2 separate regions of the Mus musculus genome follow, and region 2 is linked to region 1. Evidence: chromatin contacts called from public promoter capture Hi-C data. All regions are on one chromosome and are shown on one strand. The core of a region is the stretch at or near the end of the contact, and the rest is flanking DNA. Distances in the headings are between cores, read along the strand shown.

Region 1 (6,208 bases), core at 3,656-6,155:
GGCTCCCTCAGAAGTTAGCTCGGTGCGACATCCTCCCTCCTTTTAAAAACTGTATGAGCAGCAACTGACATAGCATAACACCACTGACCAGCTCAGAAACAATTCAGGAAAAGGCTTCAATTTGCTTCTTTAGAAAAATCAAATTTGAGGATGGAGTGATTGCTCAATGGTTAAGAGCACTGGCTGCTCTTCCTGAGGACCTGGGTTCAATTCCCAGCAACAACACGGTGATTCACAGCTGTCTGTAGCTCCAGTCTCAGGCTATCTGACACCCTCTTCTGGCTTCCCTGTGCATCAGGTACTCACATAGTACACAGATAGACAAGCAAACAAAATACCATAAGCATAAAAAAATCAATTTGATAATAGGATTATTCACTAGTAGCTGCCACCAGGACCTAAGGATCTTTACTTCAACAACAAGCACCTTCCTACTCTAGGGAAACAGACACACCCTCCACCTATACTACACATACAGATCAATAAACACTTGTACTTACTAATGGAGACCCGTGTTGGTGGGCTATGGGGTGTGTGTGTGTGTGTCTGTGTGTGTGTGTGTGTGTCTGTGTGTAACTTTTAGGCTAGCTTAACCACAGCTAAGGGAAGAATGCCAAAGATTTTGGCAAAAACTAGATGTCTATCATTTGGCAGATCAGGGGAAGTGACTTAGAAATGATCCATTTCTATAGGGAAATACAACACTGCATGCAATGAAAAGATAAAAAATATTTACTTCAAGTTGAAATCTCAGCTCATCTTATATAGACTACAGATCAGAAAATACCGAGTTACAAGGAAATAGTGTATGCCGAGCAAAGCCATTGTCTCTCAGCTGAAGTTTAGAGAAAAGAAGCTTTTTCGCAGTTCAACAATACGTACACTCAGGCCACTTCTTGGACAAAGAAATACTGTACCCTTCTAGGGAGGAATAAAGGGGCTGTTTATTGGAGCCTTGTTAAAATGTAATAATTCATTCCAGTTAAGCCCTGTGAAAAATGTCATCAAAATATCATTTTCTTTGCCAGATTTTCTGGATGCCGTAGTATCATTTAAATACAGCTGAGTGAGAGAGAGAGAGAGAGAGAGAGAGAGAGAGAGAGGGGCTCTGACCAGAGTGGAAAAAGGAACCAAAGCAAATGTGCTGTCAGAGTAGCGTAGGAGCATTGCACACAGGCCTGGGACCCAGGGAGCACACACTTCCGAGCCAGCCAGAACATCTGGCAGCTTTCAGCTCTCTGTAGTCCAGAGGAACATTCCCGTTACCTCACACACCTCGGCTCAAGAGGAGGGTGATAGGACAATTTTATACTAAAGCACACAAATAGAAACCAGAAAGGGCAATTTCACAGAAATCACACATGGAATTCAATTTTAGAGAATGGCCATACAAAAACATCATGAGTTTAAAAAAAATGAGATAGTAAGAAAGTCCTTTAATTTTTTTTAAAAAATTTTTAAAGACTATTCATAAATACAGCTGTCATGTAAAATACTACTTAAAGTGTTAGTCATTTTGGGTTAAAATACCTAATAACAGAAGATGTGGGGACTTCCAGCAAAGGTACAGCTTTGATAAGAATATTTTTAAATTGTATTAAAGCATTTGATAAGAACATAATTTTAGTTTTTCATTTTATAACAATGTCAACTGCATTCTACCTTTGGGTTCCTTCCTTCCTTCCTTCCTTCCTTCCTTCCTTCCTTCCTTCCTTCCTTCTTGATATACTATGTAAAGTTACTATTTTACAAGCAAGTGATTGTTCTGAAACAACTTGGACCTATAGCAATATCAGCACACACAAAAATCTCCCGAAGTCCCCATCTGAATTCATGCTTAATGCATCTTCACTATACAACACCAAATGAAAGAAAACATTGGGATGGGAATCTTTGACAGTCTTAGGAATCGTCTCTGCTGTAATCCACGGCGGGAGGCGTGGTGGGAAAGGGTGTCAATAGCCACAGCCCAAAATGGAAAAGCAAAAGCCTGAGGGAGCCCTATCCAGGCTTCCATGGCCGAGACTAAACAGACTCAAGACAACAGAAGCCAAGATCACGCATCAAGGAGCTAACTTCAACAAACAAACAAACAAACAAACAAAAACAAAGAGAAATTATATAAAAGCCTTTTTCAGTGCAAGGAACAATATGCAATTTTTCTCAAGATGGCTTTGAATTTGGTATAGCTACATTGCCACAAGTAATTTTTATCTTCCATTCAACTGGGTAGACTCAGTTGACCATATGAATAAAGACACATTTGACAGTTTTATGCACCAATATAAAAAATTAACTGTAGTCTGCTTCCAACCTAAGTGTAGCTACTGCTGCCGCCGCTTCTTCCTCTTCCTCCTCCTCCTCTTCTTCCTCTTCTTTTCTTCTTTCTTCTTCCTCTTTTTCTTTTAAAAGATGTTTTAAAACAATGTCGATTCTGTTTTAAAAGCTAAAAACTAAAACCAATAAAATGTATACTCCTTATTTATATGTGGCTGGGTACTTCTCACATCTGGAAATAGCACTTGAGAACTTCTGCTGGAAATGTTGGGAATATTGCTCACATTTAGTGGAATGATAAATTCATCGTGTTTTTTTAGATTAATATTTAATAATATTCCCACAGACCTGAAATATCTGATGTATAAAATATCTGAAAAATATTTACTGTCTAATATTATATGTATTGAACACTTTTTGAGGTTTAATTCCACCAGAATGTCAAAAGGAAAACCAACTCCCAACATAACAGCCAATTTGTGGCTCAAAAGAGGAAAACAGTGTAAAAATTAATGTGGTATGGTTTACTATAAATGTGTTTTGGGGTGGTCTTCTAAAAGAAGTGTCTTTCTAGCCAGGCAGTGGTGGCACACACCTTTAATCCCAGCACTTGAGAGGCAGAGGCAGGAGGATTTCTGAGTTCTAGGCCAACCTGAGTTCCAGGACAGCCAGGACTGCACAGAGAAACTCTGCCTCGAAAAAACAAAAAAAAACAAAAAACCAACCAAACAAAAAAGTGTCTTTTTAATTTTATATGAGTGCTTTTTTTTAAGATTAATTTATTTTATGTATTTGAGTACACTGTAGCTGTTGGATCTTATTACAGATGGTTGTGAGCCACCATGTGGTTGCTGGGAATTGAACTCAGGACCTCTGGAAGAGCAGTCAGTGCTCTTAACTGCTGAGCCGTCTCTGCAGGCCTCTTTCACTTTTTAATGGAGCACCTCACAATTTTCTGTGTCACCCTTGTACAAAGGTCATACTAACCTCTGCTCATTCCGATTTTACTGTTTGCTGCTGAAGTGAGCACAGCTCTTGGATTCTTGTCGGAACTGACTCCCTTCCCTTGAGCACTCATCAGTTTACTTGGACAGGCTAAATTCCTTTCCTCCTTTGATCGGAATGGAGCTTCCTCAGCAGGTTGCTATGGTAACTGTGCGATGACAGACAGAAAGGAGCAAAGGATAAACCCTCAGTTTGAAAAAAATATGCTTTGGGATGAGCAAGTGATTTACAAAGGGTTCTGAGATCCTAGGTGGGGCCCCAGAGCTGCTGCTTACAGCAAGAACCTACAGCACCCTGCCCCTCCCAGCATCACAGTGGGGCCACCTTGACCACCAAAGCTGACTACAGATGTACCAAGACCTTAGGCAGCATGAAGACTTGAACTCGCGAGGAAGACTCATGCAGCTTAGTGCTGGCGTTTTTCGGGTTAATCCTTGCTGATTTGGTGGTCCACAGCAGGGTCTGTGGAAGGTCTTTTCTTCCGAGTGTAGGTGGAAAAGACCCTCCTCTTTTCAAGCCTCAGTACCTTCTAAACATGGTGTATAGAAACACTCTTACGTTGTGCACGGAGTGGGCGGAGAGATTTCCTGCCAGGGAAAGCTCCTGTCTGCAGAGAATATTCCCCTGGGAAGCTCACCATCACGCTCTTAACACTTACATCAGATGCTATTTCCAATTTTATTTAATTAATTTTTTTCTTTCTTATGCTGAGGATTGAGCCTAGAGCTTTTGCACTGCAGGTTATCGCTCCACCATGCGCACACCCCAGTCTAGAACGCTGCTGCTTTTAGCCCATTACTAAGCTGTATCCAGTCAATGTAGTGCTTAACCCTAAGCACTTACATTGTCCTTGGTAACCTCATTTGTAGAACTCAAATATATTTGTTTTGGTGTACGATCTGCTTGACAAAAACACCTAGATCTCTCCAAAGCCTATTGTTTAAAATGTACCAAGAAGTCTTTGCACAAAAATTCCTGTTTATTAAACAGTGATACAGGAAGAACTTGTTTACATTTCAAGGACTAGCAACATACATCATTTATGACAAAAAAGGCAAGCACTCCATAAGAAATGCTCAATCACTGTCAATCATGAACACTAAAATATACATAAACCAAAGCACGCGCTGTGAACTATATTAAATTCAGCTAAACACAGAATTACCAATGGAACAAACAAAACAACAAATAATTATCAGTGACTCACAGACCTATTTACACAACACACAAAATAACTTGGAAAAGTGTAACCATGGAAACCTGTTAGCCTAAATTTGGTGCCTTCAAATTCTGCATTTACTTAAAACGCCATGCAAAGGATGCCCTTACACACTGTAAATGTTTCAAGGGCTGTCAAAGCTGATCTTTGTTATCAGATCATTCATCAAAATAGTTTCCACAGTAAATTAGTTGTCTTGAAAATTATTCAAACACCAGTTTAATAAAACTATGATAAAAAATGTCAGCCAGTTTTTCCCAAAAAAATTCAGAAGTGTTATTTCCATAATCACTGATTAGCAACTATTTGTAACAAATCCCATAATAGTCGAGTGATATTAAAGCACACTTTGACACACTGCTGTATGCCATCACCACCCCACCTGCTCTTGGGAGAGCTAGAGAGGAACGGTTTTGGCTGGGTCAGTGCGTGCTGTTCACTATCGATTACCATTTGGATAACAGCGTTTGATGCGATAGCCACTCCCATTGTCTTACATCTTCATGATGTAATGTCTAAAGCACTACGTCGTAGCTCACCAGCTCCCTCGCTGAGGATGCAAGGCTCAGTGTGTACGCCCGTTATATAGATGAGCAATGGGTGTTGTTTGACATGACTGAAATGGGTCAACAGTATTATCCTTGACACATTAATCATCCAGACAGCCAGAAGGCAGAGGGGGGAAACTAAAACTAGAGAATCTATTCACACAAGTGACGCTGGCTATTGGCCATATCTAGGATGTGGTTAAAGAGAAGGAAGAGGTACAGACTCTGAACACATGTTTCATTATTTATTCAGAAACCCTAGCTCTATTTCCAGAATTCGAGTGAACACCCACAGAGACAGATTGCTGAGACACTGTATTGTAATTTTAAAAAAAAAAGGCATTTGATGAAAATCTATGTCAAGCAAAGACCTTTTCCATTCAAGAAGAACAAGTACATTTTGAGGAACAGGGTTCCAAGTGAGACTGAGTCCCCGGGGGGGTAGGGTGAGGGCCCTGGAGTGTATAGAGGGAACCAGACAGAGACACACAGGCTCAGAGTCCTCACCGTGGACAATATAACCCCACCTGCATCTGTTTAGGGGTCCTGGGAAGTGGAGAAGAGACAGGAGGAGACGAAATGCAGGTGTCCTAGGATCATCTGACCTAGCCCTGAGTCAAAACAACTACCCGAGGAGGGGCAAAGAAAGTCTGATTATGAAGTTTCACATAGCAACCCTAGTCTCTTTTCCTTCCACCTCATGCTGACCTTGGTACTGGCTGATGTAGGATGGGTTTGGCCTACAAAGCTAGTGACCGGGTCAGAGCACTACCCTCGAAGATAATCATTCCCCTAACTTGTTCCACAGGAGGAATGGAAGTGTTCCCAGTCATTTCTCTCCACAGAGCCCTCTGGTAGGGACTGTGACAACTCAAAGAAAACACTTTCTACACACTATTTCATTCTTTGTGTTTTTCTTTGCTTTCTTTTTCTTTATTTATTTTTAGTTTTTTCCCCTCCTCTGTGCACAGTTGTTGAGTCTGTATTATGTTATGGATCCCTTGGAACTGGAGTTACAGACAGGTGTGAAGTGCCATGCGGTTGCTGGGAATTGAACCCAGGGCCCCTGGAAGAGCAGCTGGTGCTCTTAACCACTGAGCCATCCTCTCTCCAGGCCCTGTTTCTCTTTTCTAGGTAGTCCAAGCTGGGTTTGAGTTAG
Region 2 (5,784 bases), core at 125-2,624, 320 kb before region 1:
CATTATCAATTTAAATCTATTTTTGCCTTCCTTAATGAGAATAAAAATATTAAGGTGCTATCTAGATACTAAGACTAGTGGCATTTTACCCTTTTTTCTTTACATGTATCTGTATATTTATAGGTTTTCTGCCATTATTATGGAGCATTTCCTAATCAGTAAGAACACACTATTCCTGAAGAATGCAGGCGACAATGCGAACACGAGCCTGCTTGTCTACTTAGGCCAATAATCAAATTTGGTTTCCTCCAAGCTTCTGGGAACACTAATGGCTCTGCCCAGCCTACCGGAAACCAGGTAAATTAGCTGGTGGTACATATGGACTCCATTATGGCATCTTCCAGCCACCCAGAGGCTTTATAAAATGGGATATTAAAATAAAAGGGAAACAAGCCTGTCTTTCAGAGGTGGCAGCTTTAGCTGGGTAAGAGTCGGGAGTTTAAAAGACCCTTTTGGAGGCTGGAGAGATGGCTCAGCTGTTAAGAGCACTGGCTGCTCTTTCAGAGGAGCTGGGTTCAATTCCCAGCACCCACATAGCAGCTCACAGCTGTCTGTAACTCCTGTTCCAGGGGTTCCAACGCCCTCACATGGACATATATGCAGCCAAGTCACCAATGTGCCTCCTGAAGAATTTTGAAACTTATTTTGGCTCTACCCTAACTCTTGTACCACAATCTCCAGGGAGATTTTACTCATGCTGTTCCGTTCTCATTTTACAGGATTTTCAAGAAAAGTTTTTCAGGGCTAGAGATGCAAATTGGTGGTAAGGCACTTGAATAGGATACACAAGGCCCTAATACCACAAAAACAGGCAAACATATACAAATACATGAGTTAAATAATAAAGAAAAGTAAACAAAATAAGTCTTTCCCCCCAGTTTTTTGTTTGTTTTTTTGTTTTGTTTTTGAGACAAGTTTCTCTGTGTAAACTCCTCTGTAAACCAGACTGGCCTCACACTTACAGAGATCCGCTTGCCTTTGCCTCCTGAGTGCTGGGATTAAAGGTGTAGGCTGTCACCACCTGGCTTCTGCCCCCCTCCCCCAACATTTTAACAATACGTGACTTTTTTCCCCCCTTCTAGTGTTTCTTCACAGCCATGAACTCAATTTTGCAACAGTCTCAACAGACCACTAGGTGGCAACATAAACACACCATTCTAGTTTAACCGGGATGAACCGAGGCAACAAGTATTTTCAGGACAGATAAAACACTCAAGACTGACAAAAAATTAAAAGTGAGAGGCCTTCTCTGCAGGAATAAATGCTTTGTTTCCTGTCCTATCTGGTGGCAAGTGTCACATGGCACAGACAGGCTGGCCAAACGAACAGTGAGGGCAGAACACACCGTCATTATCAAATTCAATCCGTGTACAAGGTCCCCGGGAGGTGATGTCACAGCTGTACAGGCCCCCTGTTCTGTTCGCCCTCTGCAGCGGGAGTGCTTCTGCCCGAGGTGCCCCCACAAGCAACCTGGTGACAAAACAGAAAGAACTTAGGGACTTGAATGTTGCATATTTTAAAGTCTAGCCAGAGCTGTGGGCATCATTCTCTGCCCTGCAGCCCACGAGTCCCACAGCTGCTGAGGAGTGGAAGAGAACAAAGATAGAGGCTTCCGGGGCACAGGTCTCACAGCTGAGACGGAATGACACCTGGTGTCAAACAGAGGAGAGTGAGCCTGTCCCTTACAGAACTGGCAGGTAGCTGGGCGCAATGCTGGTATCGGAAGACACTCTTCATAGAACAAGCATAGACCATGTGACTCACAGAACAGTTTTCTCTCTCAACTCTAGGTGGGAAGCAGCCATCATGTTCTATCTAGTAGGTACACATCTGTTTCCAACGCTGCCTCCCCCCCCCCCCCCCCCCCCCCAGGTACTGTACTGGCTGGTTTTGTGTGTCAACTTGACACAAGCTGGAGTTATCACAGAGAAAGGAGCTTCCCTTGAGGAAATGCCTCCATAAGATCCAGCTGTAAGGCATTTTCTCAATTAGTGATCAAGGGGGAAAGGCCCCTTGTGGGTGGTGCCATCTCTGGGCTGGTAGTCTTGGGTTCTATAAGAGAGCAGGCAGAATAAACCAGGGGAAGCAAGCCAGGAAGGAACATCCCTCCATGGCCTCTGCATCAGCTCCTGCTTCCTGACCTGCTTGAGTTCCAGTCCTGACTTCCTTGGTGATCAACAGCAGTATGGAAGTGTAAGCCGAATAAACCCTTTCCTCCCCAACTTGCTTCTTGGTCGTAATGTTTTGGGCAGGAATAGAAACCCTGACTAAGACAGGTATCCTCCAGGGAACACTTTGACTACACCTAGCTTTGCAACACTGTATCTACAGATTAAGAATCCAACTCTTGCCCATGTCACAATTAATCTCTTCCCTTTTTCTTTTTCTTCAGCTCTATTGAGGATATAGTTGACAAGGAGAATCTCCATCTATTTAAAGTGCAACACGTGATGTTCTGTCTCATGGGTACATGATACAAGCTCCCCCATATCAACCAGTCTCCCACAAAGGCTGAGAAATGAAGTGGCAGCTGTGGGTGGGACATTCCTCTTCTCTCCACCCCAGACTTTCCCCAAGGAGTGGCTCCTAATCCCAACTCATGATCGGCAGGCAGCGGAGAGCTTTCACTTCATTAGCAGAGGGGCTGGCTGGTCACGTGGTTTACAACCTCTAGGGTAAGAAACAAACAATACAAGAGACAGAAAGAAAGAACACACACCGGACCACACAGAGAAGTGGAAACCAGAGCTTTGAGGTATGGGCTGGAGATGGAAAGCCAGCTGGGAACAAACAATAAACCCTCTGAAGGGAGCAAAGTGCACTGGGAAGCCTGCAGGGTCAGGTGCAAAAGGAACAACAAAAACCAACGCTAGCTAACATCAGCAAAGTGCACTGGGAAGCCTGCAGGGTCAGGTGCAAAATGAACAACAAAAACCAACTCTAGCTAACATCCCCACTACCTCTTCCTTGCTGGGATGGATCCCAGTTAAAAAGTAAATACACTAACGGCTATGCTGCTGCAGGTGCAACAGGGGGAAGGGGATCACATCTGCCCAGGAGAAACAGGAGCATGACGATGGCTTCCATGGGGACAGTGGCTGCCCTTCCTACCAGACAGATAACCCATCTCCTCACCTGAGGCAGTTCGCACTGCCCACTTCTAGTTCCAAGTCTACATTGGAAATGATGAACCCGCACACACCAAAGCAACGGAACTGAAGTGGAGACTTAGGGAAGCAATTGCCCCCCGGGTCCCCAAATTTATCAATCAATAGGGGGTATAGAGAAGCCAGGGTGCAGGGGTCTGCATAGGCCCACCAGGTATCCAAGTAACACTGTCCCTGCAGGAGCTCACAATACCTGAGAGACGAGGTGGCCTAGAATGTGCAGAGAATGGGTTTTGATGCTTGGCAGATGTGGGATGGACCCTGTGCTGGGGTGGCTAGAGAAACAAACAATGAGCTGAACCATGAGTAAACAGAAGCTAAGGAGCCTGCACCCTCCCATTTGATAGGAAATCGAGGCCTTGACAGAGATTAATTATGAGGCCTCTGGACCTCACAGCCAGGTGCCAGGCAGGACAAAGATTACCTAGAAACAGTGTCCCTGTCCCTGCGTAATGAATGCTCCCCAAGAAACAAAACTGAACAACTAAAACGTTTAGCACAAAAGCCAGCCTATAACAATGACACACTGAAATAAAAACCACTGGCATACTGACAGATTTAAGTCTGACTCCCAGCAGGCGAAGGGAAAAAGAACCCAGGCCCAATGGTGGGTAAAGGTAACCAACTGCCAAGAGGAGACTCAAAGGGCAGCTCCGACAGCCTAGACAGCTTTCCCTCCTCTAACCACTTCCTCTTACACACACCCAAGGAGGCTGCTAAGGGTGGCAGGCTACTTCCTGTTTACCAAGCTCCTCCTACAGCCAATTACTGCTTCAACAAGTACTGCCCCAGGATGCATAAGGGACGGCCTCCCAGGTAGCTTCCATCTCCTAAAACTCCAGTGTGGCTCCACCTGATCCAGAAGTAGCTAGCTCAGAAAAGGACTGGGAGGGAGAGGGCAAGTGCTTTGTAGAGAGAGTGCTACCAGGAAATGACAGCAGAAGAGACCTAGGAGGGACAGCAGAGAACAGGCAAGACTGGCTTTGCTTCCAAGGGAGGAGCTAGAGCAGTGGGTCTCAACACTCCTAATGCCACCACCCTTTAGTACGGTTCCTCATGTTATGGTGACCCCCAACCATAACATTATCTTTGTTGCTACTTCATAACTGTAATTCTGCTACTGTTATGAAACATAATGTAAATATCTGATATTTGAACCTAGTGAAAGAAAGGGTTGTTTGACCCCTGAAGGGGTCACGACCCACAAGTTAAGAAGCACTGAGATAGCCGCCGTAGGAGACTGGAGTCTGGTGATTTGGTAAGTGGAGTTGAAGATGGACAGACAGCCTGGTGAGAAGACAGGCTCAGGGGAGAGAGGTAGGAGAGGAGGCCCGCAGAGCCTAAGGATGCAGCCATCTCTTGAGCCTTTCTGGGTCCCTACATGGGATAGGCACTTCAAAGGTTTCCAGCAACATGAACAAGCTGTGCAGAGGCTGGAGGGATGACTCAGTGGTTAGTGCACCTGCCTGTTCTTTCCCAGAGGAGCAAAGTTCGGAGTCCAGCATCATCAAGTCTAATGCCTATAACTCCAAAGCCCTTTTCTGGCTTCCGCGGGCGGGGGGGGGGGGGGGGGCGTGCACGCGGGCTCTCTCTCTCTCTCTCTCTCTCTCTCTCTCTCTCTCTCGCGCACGCACGCACACACACACACACACACACACACACACACACACGTTTAAACAATAACAGACTGTGGAGGTTACTCCATGCACAGCCACAGGTCTTCAGAGCCAAGGGCTTTCTCCAACCCTTCTCTCCTCCATCCCCGGTGGGGCACAGGCATTGGACAGAGAAGGAAGTGGCGGACTGCATAGAATAAAGGAAGGAGCCAGGTTGTCAGGCATAAAGACAATGTTAAGAGGCATACATCTATAAAGGATAATGCCAGTTGAAAGGGTGCCTACCCCAGACTCTGCCCACACGGCTTCTTAAGCATCCTGTTTCCATTTCAGATACCTTCTGGGAGGGAGGGAAGAGGATCCACACCGGCTGCAGGAGTGGGTGGCTACAAAAGGGAATGGCCTGCCAGCAGAGGGCGCCTGTTGCACCACTCTGCATTTCAAGGCTATACTGCGAGCTAATCCAATACAACGGCAGGTCCCAGAAACAGATGAATAAAGTCACCCCAACACTCAGCAACCATTGGGGACCCATTTCTCACAGTTACCCTGGTTCAGAGATTAGCAAAAAGGCTCTTAATCTCACTTGGAATCAGCTTTATATACAGTCACAGTCCATTAGTTCAAGCTATGTCTGTGAAGAACAAATAAATGAGCAAAACTAGACCAGTATGCAAACAAGGACACCGGGGACAACCGTCTACTTCTAATCTAAGTCATTTTAGGTCATGGTGTAGGTTAAATGCTAGGCACACATTGATTCTTGAGCTGCCAGGTGCTTGTAGGTTCTGGAAGAATAGCCCATTTCAACCAACCCCTCAAAACGCGTGCCAAAATCTGGCTTTTGTATAAATCCAAAGCTTCCTCCCGGTTCCTCACAGGAAGGGCTGGGCGCCTGGCTGCCCAGACGGGTTTAGTAAGGGAACCAGGTGCTCTGTGTGCATTACTGCTCTGTGGGCACCAAGTCAACTCCAAGGACCAGGGCTGCAGGTATGCCACTG

What was found. Promoter capture Hi-C pulls out the DNA fragments that hold promoters and counts their contacts.
Region 2: a promoter capture Hi-C map of the HPC-7 cell line shows a contact between it and region 1. The contact joins two enhancer-like sites. A contact is called at or near these places in 4 of 39 promoter capture datasets (the HPC-7 cell line, cranial neural crest, maxillary cranial neural crest and 1 more), 1 of 484 Hi-C or Micro-C datasets (bone marrow-derived macrophages), 1 of 115 datasets of contacts at active chromatin or transcription factors (acute myeloid leukemia) and 3 of 9 other capture datasets (embryonic stem cells, liver and pancreatic islet).

Annotation. Positions count from the first base shown.
Region 1 is chr2:71,492,373-71,498,580 of GRCm38.p6, reverse strand. All of the region lies in intron 1 of Metap1d (methionyl aminopeptidase type 1D (mitochondrial)), which reads right to left. Among named protein-coding and RNA genes, the nearest start is that of Dlx1, 34 kb to the left of the region's middle. Within about 2 kb of position 4,905, at least 16 of the 459 cell types and tissues checked have an H3K27ac peak or open chromatin away from gene starts, as enhancers often do. A contact at or near this core is called in the HPC-7 cell line, where this site is marked.
Region 2 is chr2:71,812,316-71,818,099 of GRCm38.p6, reverse strand. Itga6 (integrin alpha 6) reads right to left here. Exons shown (of 26, transcript NM_008397.4): 2 at 1,346-1,470. Among named protein-coding and RNA genes, the nearest start is that of Itga6, 28 kb to the right of the region's middle. Within about 2 kb of position 1,374, at least 39 of the 459 cell types and tissues checked have an H3K27ac peak or open chromatin away from gene starts, as enhancers often do. A contact at or near this core is called in the HPC-7 cell line, where this site is marked.